2 separate regions of the Mus musculus genome follow, and region 1 is linked to region 2. A link is a contact called in public promoter capture Hi-C data. All regions are on one chromosome and are shown on one strand. Each heading gives the region's core, a stretch centred on a gene start, on an enhancer-like site or on the middle of the called end of the contact. The rest is flanking DNA. Distances are from core to core; before and after follow the strand shown.

The links. Promoter capture Hi-C pulls out the DNA fragments that hold promoters and counts their contacts.
Region 1: a contact with region 2 is called in a promoter capture Hi-C map of pre-B cells, with 2.2 times the contacts expected there. The contact joins the promoter of Bank1 here to the enhancer-like site in region 2. A contact is called at or near these places in 5 of 39 promoter capture datasets (the 3T3-L1 cell line, 3T3-L1-derived adipocytes, cranial neural crest and 1 more), 1 of 15 datasets of contacts at CTCF or cohesin (pro-B cells), 2 of 484 Hi-C or Micro-C datasets (B cells and nephron progenitors), 1 of 115 datasets of contacts at active chromatin or transcription factors (the 230-238 cell line) and 2 of 9 other capture datasets (adipose tissue and liver).

What each region holds. Positions count from the first base shown.
Region 1 is chr3:136,321,316-136,328,697 of GRCm38.p6, forward strand. Bank1 (B cell scaffold protein with ankyrin repeats 1) reads right to left here and starts at 4,751. Exons shown (of 17, transcript NM_001033350.3): 1 at 4,555-4,751. The coding sequence starts at 4,624.
Region 2 is chr3:136,101,304-136,108,096 of GRCm38.p6, forward strand. Bank1 (B cell scaffold protein with ankyrin repeats 1) reads right to left here. Exons shown (of 17, transcript NM_001033350.3): 8 at 2,547-2,625. Among named protein-coding and RNA genes, the nearest start is that of Gm31243, 200 kb to the left of the region's middle. Within about 2 kb of position 5,323, at least 12 of the 459 cell types and tissues checked have an H3K27ac peak or open chromatin away from gene starts, as enhancers often do. A contact at or near this core is called in the 230-238 cell line, pre-B cells and pro-B cells, where this site is marked.

The sequences.
Region 1 (7,382 bases), core at 3,501-6,000, 220 kb after region 2:
AAGTTAAATACATATAATGTCAAATAACAACTTGTGTCTCAACAAGGATACCTAAACAATATGTTCTCTCTCTATTCTTATTTCATAGCTGTTTCCAAAATCATTGTAAGACACTTGAAAACCTAAAAACAAGGTAATAAAATAACAAATGCAACTCAGAGGATTAGGTCACAACCAAGTAAACCTTCAGCATATGCAACATTTACAATTTTTGTTTGGCCACAATGACTTTTTTTACTTTCTAATTTTTTTAGACATATACTGTGTCTCTGCATATGTACACTGTTGTATGTGTCATGACACATGTGTATGGAGAACGGAGGATAACTGTTGGAGTCAGTTCTATGTGGATTCTAGATACTACTAAGGTCAGTATGTTTGGTAGCAAGTGACTTTACCCACTGAGACCAGAGTCTCACTGTGTCATCCTAACTGTCCTGGATCTCACTAAGTTGATCAGGCTGGCCATGAATTCAGATTGACCTGTCTGCCTCTATCCTCCTCCCATTGGGATCAAAAGGCCTATGCTACCAATTCCTGGATTAAATTGGAAGTGCTTTTAAACCAGCAGTAAATACCTTGAGAAAGCAGATTATTCCTCTTCAAACAGTTTAAAATATCCCACAGTATTTGAGACTTAACTTTCCCCTATATTATATATGAACTAAACTAGGTCACAACTGGCACCGTGAGCAAGGAAAGTGGATCGTGCACTCTTTTTGACCTATTAAATCCTTGTTTGAATTCTGTGAAAACTGCTCCAGTTTCATACTCTTTGAATACATCTGCACTTGGTTCTTCTCACTCTGGGTACCTCTGCTTCTTTTCCTAGAAGTGCTAACCACGCATTTTCCCACAGACATGGCAGTATCTCACACAGGAAGTCATGCCTTCTAAATTTCCCATCTTGAAAGTTGCTTAGTCATGAAGTTGTCTACCAATCCACAGGAGAAAGTTTCTCAATGTAAACTTTTTGTTTCTCTATTTGTTTGAGACAGGGATTCATCATTAACTTAGGTGCCCTGGAATCTCTTATGTAGCCCAGGCTTATCCCTTACCTTAGCCTACCGTGGGATGGTACTAACAGCCTGAACCCTGATGCCCAGCAAGAACATATCTTTTAAATAGGCAAACACAGCACTATCACATGACTATCTACGAATTAAATAGACATCCACGGCACCTGAGTGAGGATGTCACCTGCATGTTCTCGTTTACTTCTCAAAAACAACTTCCAAGCATGTATTGCTGTTTCTCTGGATTTTGCTTTTTAATAAAGGACTGACATGGGTTACCCATGATCACAGTGAAGGTAAATCAGAAGTTGGGTGTGAGACAGTCTGCATCTGGAAGCATCCCAGGTGGGCAGTGCTCATTAAAGTATGGGCAGTAGAAAAGTCCCTCTTCTATTCCAGGGTCACCCTGTCATCCTGACGCTTAGGCCTCACCTCTTAGTGATTACACATTACTGAATTATTTCACACTTCAGTGAAAACTGTCTAAAGTGGCTTCCTTCTTTAATTCTCAGATCACGTGACCTAATCGGAATCCTTACTTTAACGAAATCAAGTTTTTCCTGGTACCAGGGTGGGACCAGGGGTTTGCTGGGTAGGATAAACCTGGATTAGAGTTTGTGAAAGAGCTGTGAATCCATTGAATGCAGAGGGAGAGACTTGGGCAGCTGTGCTCCACAAAAGTTGTGGCTACAAACAGAGCACACTGTGAGTAAGAACACACATTGATTCTAATCTTTAATGTTTTCTGCTTTCACATGGATCACAAAACCAATAATGCCAATGAAAACTGTTTAAGGTATGGGACAAATAATTTGAACTTTAATGAATAGATCCAAAGGAAGGTAGTAGATTTTTGGTCTTTTGTTTTGGTTTGGGTTGGCTTGGTTTTGGTTTGTTGTGTTGTTTTTATTTTTATTTATTTATTTTTTTGTATCTTGGTTTGTTTTTCAATATAGGGTTTGTTTGTGCAGCCATAGTTGTCCTGAAACCTTTCTGTAGACCTGTCTGGCCTTAAACTCAGACTGCACCACCATACCTGGCATTAGCAGTTAAAAAATAATAATAAGAAGAAACATTTGTTTTAGGATGAAACAGAGGCAAGATCCCCTTTTGACATTTTTCAACCATATCTAGTTAAATATAAATCAAAAGACATATTCTTAACCCAATTCCTATTCACTGCACATTTTGTCTACTGATTAGACTGTTGCCCTAGCCCTGGTTATTAAAATTTGCCATCTGCCACTGAAGGGGTAACAGATACATAATGGTGACTTTAACTCCAATGGCAGGATGTGTGGATGTGTTCATTACTAGTAATGCCTTCATGGGTGTCAAAGCATGCTTACTACTTCATACTGCTTGATACACAGCTCTAGTGAGGAGACACATAGTGGCTGCGGAGCTACTGACCTTCTGATACCGCTTGTGTGGGAAGTAGCTCCTATGCAGCAGTTTTCTCTTCTCAGAAGGGATGCAGTTGACCTAACTGAGCCCCCTCATCCATGTAGCACATTAAGCTAAAGTCAACCCTGTGCTGAGAAAAATGTCTCACGTAATCTCCACTTCATAAACAGAGTCAAGAGACTAGGACGCCCTGTGAGCCCTTCCTCTTCCTGAGAGACGGGAGTCACCATCTTGAATTGGCTACCTACTACTGAGTGACCAGCCACCAAGGATAGCTTCAAACTCATGGTTACATGGGACCTGATTAATCTCTGAGGTTCACAAAATGAAAGAAGCAGACATGAACACAAGAGTGAGATTTGGGGTGGGGGGGACATGAAAAAGATGGGTTCAGGGAGAGGCAGAGGATGAAACTGGGCCCTAAGTGTTGCATACACTTACAAAACTGTAGAATAACAAATTTAACTAATAAGAAGAGAATCTGTTGACTTAAAAGACAACTTGCATTAATGAATTGGGCTTGGGTTAAATCTTGTGGGGGAGGGGGATGACTTTCCAGTCCATAAGAAAGAAGCTGAAGCAAGTGCTAATTACTGTATTGAGAAGGACCAAAGAGAGGACACGGAGGAGCAAGAATACTCAGCAAGACATGAATGTTTCCTCATCTTACCCATGTTGCTCAAAATAACCACTGTCTCTAGACACTAACACAAGGTTCATTGACACAAAAGGCATATTCCAACATGTTCTATTAAACTCAGCTGTTAAATAGAAATTACAAAAGAGGTCTCTTGTTCAAGGTCCAAAAGATGAGTTGTTTCTGCCTGTTTGCTTGCAAAGGCTACTTTGCCACAGATCCTGAGCTATGCAGTGGTGACAAAAGCCATGGTCCGGAATTTAAAATGGTACAGTTTTCCCACATCACTGGTACCAGAGGGTCTCAGGCCATCTTCCATTGTTATAGATACATTCCCCATTTTAATGGAAAAAAAACAACCGTTCACATTTATTAAAAGTGTATCTCAGACACTATTGCGTATGCCAGCAAGATTTTGCTGAACGGACCCTGATATAGCTGTCTCGTATGAGGCTATGCCAGTGCATGGCAAATACAGAAGTGGATGCTCACAGTCATCTATAGGATGGAACACAGGGCCCCCAATGGAGAAACTAGAGAATGCACCAAAGGAGCTGAAAGGGGTCTGCAACCCTATAGGTGGAACAACAATATGTACTAACCAGTACACCCCGGAGCTCATGTCTCTAGCTGCATATGTAGCAGAAGATGGCCTAGTCGGTCATCATTGGGAAGAGAGGCCCATTAGTATTGCAAACTTTATATGCCTCAGTACAGGGGAATGCCAGAGCCAAGAAATGGGAGTGGGTGGGTAGGGGAGCAGGGCAGGGGGAGGGTATAGGGAACTTTCGGGATAGAATTGGAAATGTAAATAAAGAAAATATCTAATAAAATAAGTGTATCAGACCCTAAAAACAACTAAAGCCAAAAGATCCTACCTAAAATAAAGTTAATAAAATACAATAAAAATAAAAATGTTATGAGAATTTTAATTCTGATTAGTAAATTAAAATAATTTCAGGCTACAATTTCTTGCTGTATAACTCACCAGGAACACCTCCTATAATCATGTTAATATTCTGGTGAAATCTCTTTACCAAAGCTAAGTTTTTAATGCTTATTCTGGAACTTCACATGCATTTAAAAATAAAACCAAAAGGAACTCAAACCAAGCACCTCAGCAGTCATTTGAAAATGTAAACTATCTGACATAGTCAACCAAGTTGACTCCGTTCCTTTTTCTCATTTAGGAGCTCATGGTTCCAGGGAGTTGGTTTTATACAGACTGATCCGGGGCAGGGGAATGGGCAAGGATGCTTCAAACGAGGCATTTTGCTCCATGTATATACATTTCAGATGAGATCTAGCATTAAAGCTGGGTGCAAAGTGATTTTCAAAAGTAGAGAAGCCCCCACCCCACCCCCAGGTTTAAAGACACCCAGGTCTTGGTAGCTCCCAGGGCAAACTGTCTACTGGTGGCCCTTAGTCTCAGAAGGACTCCAGGGTCATCATGTACCCTCCACCCAAAGCCCTGACAAACATGAGACCACCCACCTGGAGGTGCTAGGCCAACCTGGAACAGATCCTGGGTGCTACCCCTAGTGCCAGAAGCCACAGGAAGCATTGCGGGAGGTTGGAGCCTGGGAGCTGCAGTGGCCAGCCCTGCCTGCAACTTCCCCTGCAGACCTTTAGTTCCGATGGTCTGTGGCCCTGCAGCTTGCTTCCTACTCTGGGGATTGTGGCCCGAGGTTGCCGGAAATGCAGCCCAGGGGCTCAGGCCGCAAGGCTAGGGTTAGGCCTTGCTGGGGGAAGTGAAATTGCTCAGGCTTGCTTTTACTTAGTTTGAGAGAGCTGTCTTAGGTTCCCTTTCTCCCAGGCTATCTTTAAGCTCAGGTGACCTAGAGCTTATAGCTTTTCTTATTCTGTTCTGTATTTCTCTGCTATGCTAACCCTTCCTTCTGCAAGACAGAAAGTAGACTTTTATAAAAGGAACTACTTGACAGAGGCATAGATAGAGATACCGTGACAGAGATATAAAGGTATGAAATTTTAGTATTTCATCTTACCCAGGCTCCAGGCTAAGTCTGTGTGTTATAGAGTGATTTTCATTCCCACATGAGAAGTTTTTCCTAGATCTGCTCTAATTTTGAAATGGGCCAGGTCAGAGACATACACATACCCTATACCCTTCTCCTCAAACATGAATTATGGCTGTGTTCTTGCTTGTTTGAAAGAATAAGAAATACCCAAAGAGTTATCCCAGAGCCTAACAATGAGCAAATATCAAAAATCACTAGACTACAACCTAACCAAAGTTGGAGATCGTTTGACAATCAAATTCAAAGTGTGTGTGTTGGGGGAGGAGGACTGGAAAAAGGGATAACATTTGAAATGTAAATAAAGAAAATATTCAATAAAAAAAAGTGTGCAAGTAACACACAGTTGCCATGGACCACTTTTCCTTCTTCGAAAAGAACCAGAAAGTTCTACTCTAAGTGTTTTTGGAATACTGTAACTATCAAGTGTCACAGAAAGTCATTAACTTTCCACACATGCTAGATAAAATTCATAAAGCAAAATGTGAGGAAGCTTTGAAAAGCATTAGATATACATTTATCTTCTACATGGTACTTCTTATTTGATCATCTTGAGTAACTCTTCCAAATTTGGAACAATAAAGCCAGTATATGAAATGATACCCTGACGTGTGAGCGGCTGCTTATGAAGGACAGCTTACCCAGAAATGTCAGCAGAGTTTACAGGGACATGGGTGTCACTCCGGTCAATGTTTTCAGAAATGCAATACTTAGGAAAGATTAAGTCTTCATAGGGGAGAAAGAAAGGGTGTGGTGTATTAAAAGGAAATTTAGTGTATTTATATATATATATATATATTTTTTTTTAAATTAGGTATTTTCCTCATTTACATTTCCAATGCTATCCCAAAAGTCCCCCACACCGTCCCCCCCCCCACTTCCCTACCCACCCACTCCCATTTTTTGGCCCTGGCATTCCCCTGTACTGGGGCATATAAAGTTTGCAAGTCCAATGGGCCTCTCTTTCCAGTGATGGCCGACTAGGCCATCTTCTGCTACATATGCAGCTAGAGTCAAGAGCTCAGGAGTACTGGTTAGTTCATAATGTTGTTCCTCCTATAGGGTTGCAGATCCCTTTAGCTCCTTGGGTACATTCTCTAGCTCCTCCATTGGGGGCCCTGTGCTCCATCCAATAGCTGATTGTGAGCATCCACTTCTGTGTTTGCTAGGTAAGCAACGGCATTGGAAGGAGGGCATGGAGAGGCAAATGATATATGTAAGCCTGGGTGTGGGAATCTCATAAGAGAATCACCACAAACTTCTTTTTTTTTCTGTCATAATCCATAAATGTATTTATGTAGATTTTCTTTTTATTAGGTATTTTCTTCATTTACATTTCCAATGCTATACCAAAAGTCCCCCATACCCTCCCCCCACCCACTCCCCTACCCACCCACTCCCACTTCTTGGCCCTGGCGTTCCCCTGTACTGAGGCATATAAAGTTTGCAAGACCAATGGGCCTCTCTTTGCAGTGATGGCCGACTAGGCCATCTTCTGCTACATATGCAGCTAGAGTCACGAGCTCCGGGATACTGGTTAGTTCATAATGTTGTTCCACCTATAGGGTTGCAGATCCCTTCAGCTCCTTGGGTGCTTTCTCTAGCTCCTCCCTGTGCTCCATCCAAGTGAGCTCACTGGGAAGATTATCTTCACTGGTACCTGTGCTACTGAAGGGATTTCTAACTGCAACTTAGACCAACTGAAGGCTCTATTTTTTCCACACAGTTAAATGCCTGTGTCTTCAAAGTTATGCATTTATGCATGTGTAACGCAATGCAGAGCTATCTATTTTAATTAAAGTCTTATTTCTAGGGCTGCTGCTGCTGCTGGCTCTGGCTTTTGTTGTTGATGGTGACATCATCATTTAAAAAAAAACATATGCTGATCACTGTATGAAAGTTCAACAATGTTAGTGGCAGTTGACTTCAAAACAGAGGTGCTTTCACCCCATTAAACAAATGAGGAATTTGGGTTTTAAAACTCTTAAAGGGCGAAGGTGGTATTTAGTCTTTTCTCAGAAGATCACTGAAGGCCATTTTTGAAGATTGCATAGACATCATATACAAATATATATCATATAATTATATATTATAGTAGCCCCTTCTAATCCATGAAAATAAATTATAAAACCTCTATTAAAACCATAGAGAATACCACATCGTATATCTACTATATGTTTTACATATACCCACTTACATAAATTTGGCTCATAAATTATAAAAAATACCAACTAGCAATTACATAGAAGGACTATAATAATACATTTTCCTTTTGATATTTTCTAT
Region 2 (6,793 bases), core at 4,073-6,572:
TAAAAAGTGGGGAGGATTTTTTTTTTGTTGTTGTTGTTTCAAAAATTGAAGTTACATGGTAGAAAACCTTTAGCAGTGAAAGAAACCTTAGGCCTGTGGAGGCGAGTGCCTGAAGCAGGGAATCTTCCTTTCACATGAAGAAGAAAGACATGCTTTGTGCTTCTAGAACTGAACTTAGATTCTATAAATACTAGTCTGGGAAGAGGAGGTAGGTGTGGATGAGTGTTCATGTGTATGTGTGTTGTGTATATGTTGCATATGTGGGATATGTGTGTATTGTGCATGTGTTGTGTATGTGGGGTGTGTGTATGTCTCAGAATATATATGTGTGTTGTATCTGTTGTATGCATGTGTACTGTATGTGGATGTGGTGTCTGGGGAGTGTGTGTGTATGGTGTGTTGAGTATGTGTGTTGTGTGGTGTGGTGTGGTGTATGTGTGTGTGTTTATGTGTATGCACGTGTGTGTGTGTGTGTGTGTGATTTTTGTCCAGAGGTTTCATAAATTTTCCTGTCCACAACACCTAAACAGTGACCCTAAAGTAAAGTAATCCATTGAAATTTTGATGTATCTGATGGAATGACTGGAAGGAAGGTATTGTTCAGTCACAAGTCCATGAAGATGCTTGACTATTTCATCTAAGAAAATCAGTCATCAGCCTAGAAAATTAGTTAAAATCCAGGACCTTGCATATCAGCACCTTAGTTTTAGAGTCTGCATTTGGCACTAACAAGAAACAAAGTTTCAGGTGCTTGTCAGATGTGTCCAGATCTGGAGTACAGCCCTAGCAAGGTAGAGTTAGTAGGTAGATGGTTTCAGGGTGATACAGAGTGGGGTACTCTGACCTTCCTCCAGTCCCATGAAAACTTGGGGCTGAGCCCAGTCACAGTTGCACAGATGAGAGAACTCTCAGTTTCAGCTTCAGAGATGAGACTTTTCATTAAAAGGAACTGCTATAATCTTCTCTTGTTATTGGCAGTACTTTAGAGGGTGGAATTTTATGATAGATGTGTAGTAAGTATTAATAATGAAATTTATCATGATCTTTTATTATTAAGGTCATAAAATATATAACCTATAACCACATTAATCATTTTCAATTTTATTTAATATATGGTATTCTTATATGTATTGTGATAATCTTTGGAAGATTTTATCAAAGTAAACTTGGTAAGCATTGTATTAAATTTTATCTGATTTGCATATTGGCCTGTCTTTTGAAAAGCTTGTGGTCAGTAGTGTATAATTGGGCATTGATGATGTAGTGGTATAGGCCATATGCACAGAACAAAATAATCTTAATCTCCTAGGATGGGTATTGGAAATGAAGGCAACAGGCCATAAATGAAAACCCAGACAGATAAGTAAAATATAATGCTGAATGATGCTGACAACAGTGGAGGAGGGTACAGGCAAAGGGACATGACAGAAACAAAACAAAATAAAACAAAACAAATAAAAGGAGCCAAGATCTGTGGATGAAACAGGGCAGGAAGTTAGGATGTCCCAGAGAGGAAGAACACCTGAAGAGAGCAGAAACGGCATACAGTCAATGGCAGAGGCGGCATACAGTCAATGGCAGAGGCATGCGTATTCTCTCTCTCTAGGGTAGATAACAATGATCAATGATGACTGGTTGAATGCTGGCAATACTTTGAAAATACAGTCAATAGTATTAGGCTGGACTGGATATAGAGTGGGAGAGAAAGAACAGAAGTTCAAAATGACTTCAATATTTTTGAATTAACTTAAAAGGAAAAGAAAAGAACATTTTTGTTGGCTGAGGAGGGAAGTCAGCAGGTGGAGACATTGGGTACTCCATCATCATTATGATACAGAGTGGGGTGCTCTGGAGGAAGAGGGGGGAGGAGGAGGAGGAGGAGGGGGAGAAGGAGGAGGAGGAGGAGAGGGGGGAAGAGGAGGAGGAGGAGGAGGAGGAGGGGGAGGAGGGGGAGGAGGAGGAGAGGGAGGGGGGAGGAGGAGGAGGAGGAGGAGGAGGGGGGGGGAGGAAGGGGAGGGGGGAGAGGAGGAGGAGGAGGTTGAGATGCTCATTATAAATGCTGGTGATGATGGTAAACAGGCCACTGTATGCTAATAAGACCTGACCTGAACCTGTAGGAACACAGAATTCATCTTCAGATGTTAGACATAGAGATGCATTGAAATCTATGAAACATCCTAGCCTCAGCTTTCTACTTCTCAGCTGAGAGAACTCAGCTCCACAAAAAAAAAAAAAAAAAAAAAAAAAAAAAAGGATTCAGTTTTGAAAAATCGACTTGGAAATACAGGTTTCAAAAACTTAGAAAACTGTATCAAAGTGACTTCTATAATTTTTCAGGGTAGGAAAACTCATATTTCATTATTAGATCTTGACCTTGTTAAAGGCATTTAAATTATCAAACGTGAGGCAAGAAATTATCTTTACCTCAATATTTAAAAATTCTTCAGTTGATGAAATAACTTTCTACATTTTGTTCAGTCTTATTTTTGAGTTTAATACACCACACTCAAAACCTATCTGTATTCATGGAGTAGAGAAAAACTTACAGGGTGAATATGTGGAAAATGAGATTACATCTTCTTCATAGTCATTTTCTTGCTTGCTATTTCTGCCAGTGTTTTGGCTCTGAAATGAAGGAAGGTAATTTTTAATAATATGTTTTAATCTTACCTAGAGGGAAAGAAATGCTGTTAAAGTTTTATTAAAGACTTATTTCTTCATTACCAGTTTTGGTTACAACCATCTACATGTGTTCAATGATATATGGCACAAATATCAAAAAGAACAAATGAGAAAATAAGACATCCATCTTGAATAACAGATTAATTTGAAAAAGAAACACAACAACTTGAAGAAAATCATGAGTTTGGGTGTGGTAAAGACCTCCCTGAAACTGAATATAATTGTTTCTCTTAAAACTGTTGCTTTTATTATTTGAAAGATGAGAATTTTATTATTTGAAAGATGAGAATTTTAAAAATCAGGTATATTATGTTAGAATGAAAGTAATAAAATTACAGAGATGTCTATTCCAAATCTTTATAAGGAAGAAAGGAAGCTCACTTATTTCCACTTATTTGTCAATTTGAAGTCAGTTCTAGTATTTATTTATTTATTTATTTATTTATTTATTTATTTATTTACTGACTTACTTATTTACCTGCTGGGGAGTTTCAGCACAGGGTATCCCACATGCTAAGTTTTCACTCCACAACTGAATCACACCCCAGGATCTACACGCCAGGTGCTACTATATTTAGAAAAGAGAATTACCAAGAGAGGACAAAATCCTGCTATCACTGGGGAGATGGTGCTCCTATAATTGTGGAACAAAGACAGCCAAATAATAGCAACTGCATTTGTCGAAATTACATAGAGAAAAGGATGGGATATGACTGTGTTTACTAGGGACCGCAAGGTTTAAAAACACATTTCAAGTGGCTTATTCAAAATACAGTTTTTTCTTAACAGAATTGACAGAAATGATGAGACCATTTCTTATATGTTACAAGCATCCGCATTGGTGCACTCAGCCAAGGTATTCTCATGTATTTGACCTGTACCCTGACCTCATCAATTTTATTTGCCATCTCTGTTGGCCAATGAAAACCCAATGGAACTGATTTATTTTTTAATGAGTGCACTTCACAAAAGCATCATAACCTCTATTTTTCCTGGGAATCATAAAAATAAGGAAGAAGTGTCTCAGTTCTTTATTGAGTTAATAGATCATTCTAGACCTCAGTCCCTTCTTCTAATTGTAATGTATAAAATGATAACATTGATGTGTTAGATAATATTTGCAAGTATTAATATTTTAAAATCATAAAATCTTGTTTTATATAGGTACCTTTGATTTCTAATTAGCATAAGCTGACATTTTATATGTGGATCAAGAATATAGCTTAGAAGTCTATAGTACTCTCAAAATTACACAAAGAATTTTTTAATACCTGTTAGACATCAGAAATAATTTCCAAAGACTTGAAGATTTATGAAAATTACTATACAATAAGAGCTAGTGCCTAGATATGATTGTAAAGAAATACAAATATATTGGAGTAAGTTTTGTGTCATGGTTTTAATCAGTCCGTATCTGTAAATAGCCTAAACTCAAGAATATCCCAAAGGAACCTCCTTCTAAATTTTATCTTAGCCCAAGATCTATGCAATTAATATTTTGTGTATTTAATGCTATGTGAGTAATTGTATTCTCTAGCATTTGAATCAGAATAATCTGAAATTATTCTGAAATATTAATACTAGAAAAACAAATGTTTACCTCTCATCTTACAATTGTATTTTAAAAATATGCTTGATTTGATGATATATCAATATAATAACTCTTATGCAAAACCAATGATGATGTCAAAGATGAGTCTCACTCTACTCTGATATCTAGACACTAGTGGTTGGCTGTGAGTCCTATTGAATGAAGTGTGGACTGTAGATTAATTGAAAGAGAAATCACAATTGAGTAATTCATCAGCTATATGATGTCAGGTGAAATACTTTAAACCTCAACTTTCAACCCTGTGAAATGTGAGTAGTATTATCTATGCCCCTCACTTTATTAAGGCTTAATGAGAAAAATATAGACTTGATAGATTTTTCTTCTTATAAATACTTTTAAGGAAGCATGGTTTCTTTTCCTCTGTCTAACATTATTTATACATTTGTTAAACATTCAGTAAAGTTTCTATATAGTACATATGCTGTTATCAAAGGAAGAAAGTTGAAAACTAAAGTCAAAATTATCATATTGCTGCTGAAAGATAAAGGGAAATAAAATATACTATTTTATTTATTTTAATAAAGCTTCATTACAGATAAAATAGAGAAATAAAATAGAAAATTAAATTGACCCCAATAGAATGATGGTTGCTGATTTTAATTCCCCAACTCTACCAATAGACAGGTCACCCAGATAGTGTCCAAACTTGAAGTTAGAGTCTAGGCATCATAGACAGAGCATGGAAGGACAAACAAAAGGGGCAGTCTGGAGATAGATGCTGCAGAAAAAAACAGGACAGAAAGCTGCAAATGCATCCTAAAGATAAAGGCTTCAAAAAGGTCAGAAGAAAAGCTGTACCAACCAGTTCATCTGGATTTTGGGACAGTTGCTGGGGAGCCTGGTAAGAAGAAGCATAATAGAATTATGTGGATTCATCAGTTAGAGTAATCTTAAGTAGCTAGGTATGGGCAAAGAATGAAATACATCATGTACAAAATTTCCTTTCAGAAACTGTGTGACAAGGGTCAGAGGGTAACTATACTCAGGATTTGGTTTTCAAAATAAGAACTGACAACATCAGAGTGAGAGTGCCTCATTATAGTCAAGGACTTCAGTGAGGGTGTAGACAGGACGTGGTGTAGACAGGATGTTTAAGAACTCTGATCTCAAAGGCTGGAGGAAGGGAGTTAAATATGACCATGAAAGTTTCTACTCCACCAGTATCTGGTGACCAGCTCTCAGCCTAAAGCCTTCCTTTAAAGATCATTCCTTTAGAGAATTCTCTCCCCTTCTCACACATTTTACATTAACAAGGCATTTTTCAGTGCAACCTAGAACTAAGCTAGCAGTCTAGAGAAGGACATGTTCAGTTTAAATATGCTTTGTATTGGATCTAGGAACACTTGAAAATATATTTGGAGTAGATGCATGACTATGAAGTAGTCCTTTAATCTCTGAAACAAAGTAGTTTTATAGTGGACAGATAAACTATTGATTTGATTAGTAACACATAACTGAAAAATAAGACTAACAGACCTGAACTTCAAGTACAGAGTCAAAGTTGTGCTTTGAAGATTTCAGAAGAGCAGTTAGATATGGGCTACTGAGCATCAACTATAAAACATACTTGTTCAACTACTGTCTTACTCCTTTGAAAAACATACAATGATAAACTGGCCATGATATTAAATAGATAAGTTTGTTACTACAAATGTCTGAACGGTACACTGAAAATGAAACCCACAGAGCTGTGTCCATATTGTAGAGATGAAGCTGGGTGGGAAGAAAGCAATGGGAAGAAGGCTTTAGTGAGTACAAGGATGAGAAAAAAGGCAGAGAAACAAGAGAGGTTTAACTACACACTCAACAATCTAAACTAAGAAAAGAGTTGTTCTTAATGAACTATTCTTGATTTCAGAATGATATTCAGAACTGAGCAGAGACATCTTACACAAGGAAGAGTTTCTGGCTTAGGGATCTTTACCCAACATTCTCACCAACCTCAACCCAGGAAGTTCTCAGCATACCATTCACAAGTAACAATTTTAAACATGACCATTATCACCAACATGGAGAAATCAGGCAGCAAACATTTCTTAATGATTTTTCTCTGTGTATAAAGCTATAATATCATTCCCCAAAGATGCTAAATATTTAGCTTGGGAAAAAAATCAATATAAGATACACTAAGGAATTATAATTTTGTCTTTTGCTTAATTGAAGATTTCAGTATAAGATACTAGTGAAATCATTCTTTATAACATAGCTAGGACTGGGTTTGGAAGGATGAGAAAGGTTGAGAGATGCATCATGAATCCAATTGTAGAAGTTGATGTATGTTAACTGATCTAACAGATGTAGGTGCAACAGATGATTTGGAGGAAGAACAAATGTCGCTGTTCTAGTAAAGAAAAGCAAAGGCAAGGCTGGGTGGTTCATGCAAAGAGAAAACCATGTGATCCAAACAGCAGCTGACATTTTGTCAGATGTAAATTGTGACAAGAAGCAAAATGGCAATCCTTCTTTACAGTCGCTTAGTTGAAGAGGTCTGTAGTGCAG